Regions from separate parts of the Anser cygnoides genome. Here region 1 is linked to region 2. The links are chromatin contacts, called in public Hi-C maps. All regions are on one chromosome and are shown on one strand. Each heading gives the region's core, a stretch centred on a gene start, on an enhancer-like site or on the middle of the called end of the contact. The rest is flanking DNA. Distances are from core to core; before and after follow the strand shown.

What was found. Hi-C and Micro-C count contacts between places; a contact is called where the count stands out from the background.
Region 1: a Hi-C map of liver shows a contact between it and region 2, with 2.0 times the contacts expected there. The contact joins the promoter of RAB29 here to the promoter of NUAK2 in region 2. A contact is called at or near these places in 2 of 7 Hi-C or Micro-C datasets (both in liver).

What each region holds. Positions count from the first base shown.
Region 1 is chr25:4,600,757-4,605,461 of Taihu_goose_T2T_genome, forward strand. RAB29 (RAB29, member RAS oncogene family) reads right to left here and starts at 1,793. Exons shown (of 5, transcript XM_048070912.2): 1 at 1,603-1,793. The coding sequence starts at 1,756. SLC41A1 (solute carrier family 41 member 1) reads right to left here. Exons shown (of 12, transcript XM_048070911.2): 12 at 2,847-4,705.
Region 2 is chr25:4,341,195-4,345,952 of Taihu_goose_T2T_genome, forward strand. NUAK2 (NUAK family kinase 2) reads right to left here and starts at 2,570. Exons shown (of 7, transcript XM_066982993.1): 1 at 2,340-2,570. The coding sequence starts at 2,531.

The sequences.
Region 1 (4,705 bases), core at 543-3,042, 260 kb after region 2:
GAATTTGTGGCAGTTGTCTGTGTTTTTTTCTGCACTGCCTAAACCATTCAGCCACTGGTAGGTACGTGGAGCCCGGGGTCTCCTTCCCTGTGCTGCTCACCGCGACCTGCAGCTCATCCTTAACAAACACAGAGGGCAGAAAGGGAAACCACTGCATTTTGCTCAGATTATGATGCATCAGGTTTTCACTGCAGGAGGAAACTGCCCAGCAGTGCTGCCTTCCATGCTCAGCAGGCCTGGAACTTTTTGAAGCTCGGACCTCATTAAAAAAAAAGCAGAAATAAAAAATCCTGCAGCTCTTACTGCTGGGAGCGCAGGCGCGACCCCAAGCACTTTGCAATTTGCTGCCCCACTGGGCTGTGGCTCTCCGGTGTTTTCAGCTTCTGACTAATTAATCCCCTCTGGATTAATGAATAAATTTTAAACAGCCCCCACTAGTCTGGGTCCTCAGAGAGGTTCACCGGGTAGAGCCCCAGCACCTGCTCCTTGTAGGTTACTAATTTACGTTCATGTTAAAGAACTATTTCATCTTGTTCCCAGCCTCCTTGTTACAAAGCTGGTGTTTCCCCCATCGTCTTCCCAGGCGCTCCACCTCAGAGCAGTGACTTCGTGCTGCTCAATAAGCTGAAACAAGCTGCTGAGGAGCCGAGGCAGCAATCGCAGGCTGGGTGTTTGGGGCGGCTGCTCCTGGGGCAGGCGGGACGGGGACCCCGAGCCTGCACGGCCGGACCGCGGGGGTGCCACAGGTCGCTGCAGGCAGCGGGAGCACAGCAGAAGCTGCGGCTGAGCCCTGCTGCAAAATGCGGTGTTTTGTACCTCTGCTGCAAAACGCGGTGACTACGGAGGGGCAGTTTTTGTGTCACACGTCCTTGCAGGGTTCCCATGTCTGCAGGGATGGAGAGGGGCGAGCTTCCCACTACAGCCTACCAGCAAGGGATGCTGAATAGAAACAAACGTGATAGTCGCAGAATCTTTTAGGCTGGAAAAGAGCCTTAAAAATCCTCAAGTGCAACCATCACCTGACAGTACCGGGTCCACCACTAAGCTGCGTCCCTTGGTGCCACGTCCACGCACCCCTGAAACACCCTCCGGGATGGGGGTGCCAGCAGCACCCCGGGCAGCCCATCCCGGTGCCCTTCTGCAAGGAAATTCTCTGACATCCACACTAAACCTCCCCTGGCACAACCTGAGGACATTACCTCGTGTCCTATTTCCTGTCACCTGAGAAAAGAGTCCATCCCCTCCTCGCTGCAGCCTCCCTGCAGGCAGCTGTAGGAGTGGCGTGCTCTGCCCTCAGCCTCCGGACCAAACACCCCCAGCCCCTCAGCCCCGCTCCCCATTTCCCAGCAGCTTCTCTCGTTTCTCCTCTCTGACCGCGTCCCAGCACCTCAGCGTCCTCCCTGCGGCCGGGGGCCCGGAGACAAACACAGGACGCATTCAGCGAGGGCCCCACCGCGCTTTACAGAGGGCAAAGCTCCGTGTTGGACCAGGCAGGAGGCTGCAGGGAGGCCGCAGGGAGGCCGCGGGGCTCTCCCTGTCTGCTGCCGCCTCAGCCCCCGACCCCAGGGTGCCGGCTCCTGGCTGCGGGCCCCCGGGGCTCACCTCCCACGGTGGACTTGTAGTGCCGGTTGAAGCTGTCGTTGGCGTAGCGCTGCACCAGCGACGTCTTCCCCACCGTGGCGTCCCCCACCACCAGCACCTTGAACATGCGGTCGCGGTGCCCCATCCCGGCCCCGCAGCCGCCCGCTGCGATCATGTGAGGGTCAGGTGGCGGCGGCGGAACCGCCACCGGCCGCAGGGCTGCCGGGACCTGTAGTCCGTGGCACCCGGCCTCGCCACCACGCAGGCCTGCGGCTGCTTCTCCCTCTGGGACTGAACGCCCCAAGGGTCCTCCCCGCAGCGGAACAGCCCCGAAGGGACCCTCGGAGATCAGCCAAGGGCCTGAGCGCTTTGGGGCCAGCCAGTTAAAGCATTTTAATGAGGGCTCCATCTGTTAACGAGGCGGGGGGCTGACAGCAGCCACCAGCACCCGACCCCCCTCACAATGAAGAAATGCTGCCGGCTGCGCAGGCTGAGGCTGCCCTGGCGCAGCTCTGAGCCGTTCCCCCACACCCCGCACTGCTGAGCCCCATGCCCCCGCTTCCCCCCCTCAGGAAGCCGCAGAGATCCCCCACTGCTTTCCGCCCCGCAAGCTAAGCAGGAAAAGAATCCGTCCCCCCCCAGGGAGCCCCAGGCGGCCGCCCCATGCCCGAATACCCTGGTATTTGGGGCATGGGGAAGCAGGGGGGCAGCAGAGCCCAGGCCACAGCACCCCAGCACAGCCCTGGCCAGGCACAGCCCCGGCCAGGCACAGCCCCCCAGGGGAATCACCCCATGCCAACAGGGAGCAAATCCCACACCTGGGGGGAACACGGAGCCCTCTGAGGGCCACCAGCTCCCCCAGAGCCAGGGGAAGCTTAACACACCCCCAAATCGCACAGAAGCCCCGTGTCCTGCTCGCCTTAACCAAGACGCAGGCAAGGAGCCCCCAGGGACCAGAGGCCGAGCCTGCGGAGCCAGGGAAGGGCTTTTGTACACAGCGAGAGGCCGAAGAGCAAACAGCCGCCGTTCCTGCCAAGAGCTCGCACGCAGCTGCCTGGACCCCACCACAGGCAGGGCAGAAGCCCGCCCGCTAACCTGTCACTTTGACTAATGGTGTTTTGCCTAACACACAACAATTCGTTTTATTTTCTTAACTCTCCCTGCACCGCCTACCCCAAGGCCTCCAGGATAAGCTAGAACAAGCTGCAAAACACAAGAGAAACTTTCAGCCTTGGAAAGAGGCTCATGAAGAGAAGACACCACAGTGCACATAAATAAATGTCATCTTTATTTAACGAAATATAATTTATCAGTTACGTTGACATCTGTCAATTCAGTTATAGGAACTATAAATAATTAAGACAGTCTTTTTCCTTTAATAAAAAGAGTAAACCAGGATTTTTCATTTGCAGTCAGCTGTATAGTAGGCATGCATTTGAGTGCAACTGGTGGGAAGAGATTTCGTCCATCAACATTCTGAAATTTTAAGTTAGATTCTTCCCTGATCTATTCACCCCACCTTATTGAATTTTACAGGCACCACCAATCCCAGCAGCATGACAGCTCTTCATCACCTCCAGGTCTCTGCATCTTACAGGAGACCACGAGCAGCAGATTCTTCCTCGGGCACAAATCCTTTCTTGGGGAACTAAATAGCGATGTGACACACAAAAGACCGGCAGAGTTTCATATATTATATATATATATGTAAAAGCTTACATGTTAATGGAAGGAAATCTCATATCTATTCCTCAACATTAGGCAGAGAAATCAGGTGAGCAGCAGAGGGTACTCCAGAAGTCCCTGGGCTGAGACTTCCGTACGTGGGTGTGAGATTTTTGTTGTTTGGTGTTTTTCTGTTTGTTTTTTAAACAGAGCCGTGGCCAAATTAGACCTGTGAGAAGCCAAGTCACTAGGGTGAAGAGCACGAGGTTCAGAGCTACTGCCACAAGCGATATGCTGCAAAGATGGAGAAGGGGAAAGCAAGCCCTACATCAGCAAGGTAGAAAGGGGAATCTTCCTAATCTTTCAAAAATCTATCGCCTGCTCTTCTTAGGGTCTGAGAGCGGGCAGCCTGACGGGGCAAGGACCGGCTCTCTGCCTGCTGACCACTGCAAACAGCTAAGGTAGAGAGGGGAGAACTCTGTGCTCACACACTGAAGCACAAAAGGATTCTTCTACTAAGAGTGGTCCCTCAGCAATCTCTCTAGAGTGCACAAGAGCCTGACTGCGTTTGGTTTAGATACTGCTGCTTCTGGGGCTTTGCAGCACTGGCTTCCCACTCACTAACCCTGAGCTCCCTTTCCAGCACGCTTGTCTCCAGAGGAAGAACCAACTCTGCAAGCAGAGCTCTGGGCTGGGACGTGCCGTTACTGCACTGTTCCTTATCTAGAAAGAAAAGCAGTCGGCATTTGGGCACAGAGCTGTAAAGCTCAGCTGGTTCCTGTGCTGTCCACAGTAACAAACAGATCTTCCAACCTGGCCTTATTTTGGATGAAGCTCAGCATCCCCAGCACCACATTGCACCGTTTTCCAGCAGAGAGATGCCCAGCACTGCTGGGACAGAAAACCAGAAGGAGAAGACAAGTGTTGGTTTCAATAAGGCCTGTACGAGAAATGCAGAAGTTAACTGAACGGAGGAAATTAAGCCAAGCAAGGACAGCTGCGTTCTGCTGTGAGGAACACACTTAAGCACAAAAGAAGAGAAGCAGCAGCCTACAGGCAGGCACAAATTCAGCAGTTTTCAGGTTACCGTCTGGGCCTGCAAATAACCAGGACAGGCAGTGACCGCAGCAGGACTGCAGTGCTCCAGGCCTTCAGAGCTAACTAAAATGAGAGCTTTTGCTGTTATTTCATGATCGGGATGCAAGGTGCTACTACGCTGAATGCTGTAGGCATCTCCCTAGAGTTTGAGGGCATGCTGGCAGCTCCCCAAGCTTTGGGTACCACAGCACTGAAGTTAAGTTCCATGGGACACTGTATTTTTCCCATCCTTGACAGACGTTAAGAGCTTGCTCCCATGCATTCAATTTATGTTCATGCATTAGAGGCTGTTTAATAGCGCTGTCTGCTTCAGCACATCATTTAAACTCGGTGTAACTGAGTGAAGTTTCCAAGTCAATAA
Region 2 (4,758 bases), core at 1,320-3,819:
CCCCCAGAACTCCCACTGCGGGAGCCTGGAGAACAAAAGTACTTTCCAAGTCAAAAAGGCTTTTAATTAAAAAGTTTTTCGGGGGGCAGAACAGGTATTTTCAGCAGCTGCTGGAAGATGCATTAAGCTACAACCCCAGGCAGCCCTTCAGAAGTTGTTCCAGATTGCAAGTGCAGCGTTTCATGCGCCATGAAATATGGATTACAACCCACTGCGGAAGGGACCGGGGCTCGCCCCTTACAGGAGATCAAAGGAGGCTTCGCCGCCTCGGAATATTCCAGGTGCTGCCTTCCACTTGACACCACGCAAGCCCACAGATCCGTTTCTGACACCGCGAGCCAGTCCCACAGGAGGTCCCGGTTTCTGTTTGATTTCTATTTGACTTGGCTGCGGTCCAGGGCTCGGGAAGGAACGGCAGGCTGGGAGGAAAAAAGGGCCAGATGCTGCCATGCCAACAGGTGCAGGAGCCGGTTTGCACCACGCATTACTGAATCTCCAAACCAAAAACAAGAGGTAGGGGAGGGGAAAAGAGCCAGCAATTCTTTCCCCACCTGCTCAACATTTCAGGGGCACAAAAGTTTTCTGAGGAGTGGGGAGGGCACTCAGGAGCACCCACCAAAAGGCATGAGCACCATTTCACCTAAGGGATTTCTAGCCAGAAAGCAAGACTTTCAGACAAAAAATGCTCACAGAAACCCCCCCCAAAAAAATCTGGCTGATGAAGCCTGGTCTCTGCAGCCTAGCAGCTGGTTAGACGTACTTTGCTCTGAGCTAAGACCAGGTAGGTTAAAATTCAGAAGGAAAAAAGGAAAAAAAAAAGACAGCTAGGCAGTATAATGAGACGGTTCAATATTCAGTGTATCTGACAGAGGCAGCTCCTGATCGGCCAGAGGCCAAAGCCACGCGTGGAGCAGCTCCAGCTTCGCAGCCCCAGCTGGTAACGTGGGACCTGCGCAGCCCACGAGGGCTGGCAGGAGGCAGCAGTACCTGCCCTCGCACCTCGCTGTTTAGGAAGTGAAAGCCACTTAGAGAAGGAGCAAATAATGACCCGGCTCGGGATAAGCTTGAAGATTAAACAGGTCCGGAAATGCTGAGTGGTGCAAGAAAGAATTTGTGGGAAGAGGAGAGATTTGTGGTTAAGCCTCCTGTTCCTACACGGCCAGCTTGCTGCAGTACTAGTTAGTCAAGCCCTTGACTATCTTTGGAATTTATTGAAGAGGCATTGGTCTGTGTATTTAATTTGCATCATAATGGACTTATGGTACCAGACAAACAAGTCCCTGTCCTAAGGGGCTTCCGCAGATAGGTGAGCTCTGGCAGTTCAAAGATTCCCCACACAAGTTTTGTTAGTTAGGGACAGAAAGGGAAAGCCAAGACTTCTCACCCATCCCAAAGGAAGGGATCCTCCCAGGTCAGTGGGTGGGAGCCGCATTTCAAGGCCCTGATTATGCAGCAAAATAGCAGCGCCTTCAGAATCAGATAGGCTAATGGAAAAACAGCAAGCCTGATTTAATTAAGAGCTGTTGCGTTACATGAAAACCTCTCTGATTTACAGTTGTTTTCCTCGACATGCCTCGGTGGCACGCTAGTGATCCAAGCTCGCATCCCTTTTGTGCTCAGAGCATCTCGGGGGGCCCTCACTGCTGCCACGAGAGTTGGGCTGGGGGGCGAGTGCCTTTCCCAGGTCTCGTCCTGCAGTGCAGGGTGCTCAGGGCTGAGCTGGGGCAGGGAAATCACCGCCAGGTTTGCCCTTTGAACACCTGCAGCCTGCGCAAGGCCAGGGCTGCCAAACCCAGCAGCACCCCGCTTTTGCAGGGCAGCGCTCCCCAGCTCGCTCCAGCCCCCAGCCCCCTGCTTTGGGGCACCAAAGGGCGGATTTGGGGGGCTCCCAAGGGGGGGGTTCTGCAAGTCCCGCTTCCACGCAGACCTGGGGGCTCCGCTCACGCACCACTGCAGAGAGTCAACACATCACATCATCACCCCAAAACCAGGGCAAGAGGAAGGGAAAAGCCCTTGAGACTCGAGAGCAGTGTTTGCTCTTCACCGCCGTCTGCCCGTGGCCCCTCTCAGCGCCCCGGTCAAGTGGGCGAGGGGCTGCAGGAGGAGGAGGAAGGAGAGGAAGAGAAGGGGGGGAGCGAGGTCCCTGGGGGCTGCCCCCAGCACCCTTGGGGGGCTCCTGTCCCCTCTGCGGGCCAAGGGGGGGCTGCACCACCGCTGCCCCCCGGGTGTCAGCAGGGGAGAGCCGGGGCTGGCTGGGGGGAGGATGCTCTGAGGGGGGAACGCGGGGGCTGCTCGGGATGGGGGCTGGCAAGGTGTGGGGTGACAGGAGCAGCTCTTACCAGCTTGCCGGAGCGCTCCCGAGCCTTCTTCACCTTGCCGTAGGTGCCTTTCCCCAGCGTCTCCAGGAACTCGTAGCGGTGCTTGAGGTTGTGCTTGTGGTGGTGCCGCTTCACCGCCTGCTTCTTGGGCGCCGGCGACCCGCCGAGCCCCCCCGGCTGCGGGGCGCCCCCCGGCCCCGCCGCCCGCTCCATGCCGAGCTCCCGGCACGGCTCGGCCCGGCCCGGCCCGGCCCGGCCGCTAAATGCGGGGCCGCCCCGCCGGCCGCGCCCCCCCCGCGCCCATTGGCCGCCCTCCCGCCCGCCCCGCCCGGCCCCCGGTGCGGAAAGGGGGCGGGAGGCGAGAAATTTGGGGGGTAGGGGGGGGATCCCGGCAGGGCTGGGGCGTAAGGGGGGCCCCGGAGCTGGGGGGAGCAGCTGTAAGGTGGGGGGGGTTGGATTTGGGGAGGGGGGAGCAGAGGCAGCCCCCCCCCCCCCGGGAGGGTTGTAAAGGGAGTAAAGAGGGGGGTTAATGCGGGAGGGGTGCGAAGGGGGTCCTGCATTGCAGGGGGGGGGGTAAAAGGGGGGTGCTGAGGGCTGGGGATGGAGGTTTTGGGGAAGGTGCTGCGGGGAGGTGCTCGCACACAAAGGAGGGCCAAGGGGGCGCAGGGAGGGTGCGGGGCAAAGCCTGGGGGGTTCGCACCGGGGGGTGCGGGGACACGGGGACGGACGGGCGGACGGACAGACAGACACATGCCCACGGGTTTGCTGCAAGGAGCCCCAGCGCACCCAGGACTCTCTGCAAAAATAAAAATAAAAATAAATAAATGGGGGACACGGCCGCCTGCTGCCCCGGTGCTCCCGCACGAACCCATTTCGCGGACGTTTCTGGTTAACTCTGCAGCACCTTCCCGTGCGGTCTTCTCGCCCCTGTGGTAAATCTTTGTTTGGAGATATTAAAAGAATGCAATTATTTCCCAAAGCAGCCAAAACAAAAGCTCTTGCCCGGCTCTGGCATGTGTGAGGACACACCGTATTGATCAAAGAGGCAGATAACTGCAGCATTACTCAGCCCCGCGCTCCGACCTGGATTTTCCCACCGCTTCCAGCGGCTCGGGGCAGACGGGGTGAGGCAGAGAGATGCTGCAGAGCGTGCAGCGAGGGGATGAGCGCGCCCAGCCCCGGCCCCCTGCTGCAGGCTGTGGGCCCCCGAGCACAGACATAGCGGCCGTGCCTCGTCGACGTCAGGATGAGACCCAGGCAGAGGTCCTGTGCCCCCGGCTGCTCTCGCAGTCTGGGTATCAGAGGGCTGAGGTTACGAATGTCCTGCTGAGCACACCCGTCCTGCGGCACGGCTGGAGCCCAGGTTGTGGGACACAGCCGCGCACCGGGCTCCTGCTCATCCCCGCCAGGGATCAGCCTCGGCACTCAGCGGGCTCCAGGTTAGATACCATCGAGGCAGAGTTAGGACACGGAGGGATCTTGTGTCTTGTGGCTGTGTGGAGCCTCTGTTCTGCCTCTGTTCTGCACAAGACTTCGGGGATAACCAACGTTTTGCAGATTCGTGCTGGCCCTGCATCCTCTCCACCACGAACCTGCCCCACACAGCAACCCGTGGGCAAACCTGGCTTCCTGCTTTACCATCAGTTGTCTCGCACGGCACGGGGGCTGGGGGGATGTCCTGAGATAGCGCAGCAGGGTTGCACTACTGAATTATTTAGTGTGTGGTAACAGGAGCTGCTTTTCAATCTGAAGGTAGCGAGCAGGGCCCATAGGGAAGATAAACAAGGCGTAGAAGAGATTAACTAAACTGCAGTAATTTCAATGTCAAAGTAAACAGATAGGATCCTGTTCAGGCACAGCCTGGAGATTGCAGGAGAGTGGAAGGGGAAGGAGCAGGCCTCCTGATCGCAGCAAGGCAGGCGATTTCCCTTGGCTGAGATGAAAGCTGCCGTGGCTCCCGGACGCGGCCAGCCCACGCCTCTGCCTACGGAGCGATCCCCCGGCGGCTGCGGGATTGCTCGGGGTTGAGCCCACCGGCCCAAGAAGCACTCGAGCACGCATTTAGCTTTAAGCACATGTTTATTGCTCTTCTTGATTTATAAGGATGCCTTCCAGAGGCTTTTCCCTGTGATGAAAGGAAACGAAGTGTCGGGCTTGCTTCTCTTTCTGTTTCTACCAGAGGAATTCTTCTCCGCGATTTTCTGTGCAGTCACTGACACGTAAGCTTAGGTATGCTTTTGTTCCAGACTACCTCAGGAAGCCTTTTTTAATGGAAATGTCAAGGGACACAGATCTAAGTCTGCTGGAATCCACTGATAAGGATCCTGTATTGCAGCAGTCAGTGGTAGTGGTAGCGCTGCTTCCTCAGCAGCGGGGAAACCCACAGAAACCCCCCTGCCCCCAGCTGCAGCCATCCTAAAGGTGGTTTCTACAGCAGCAG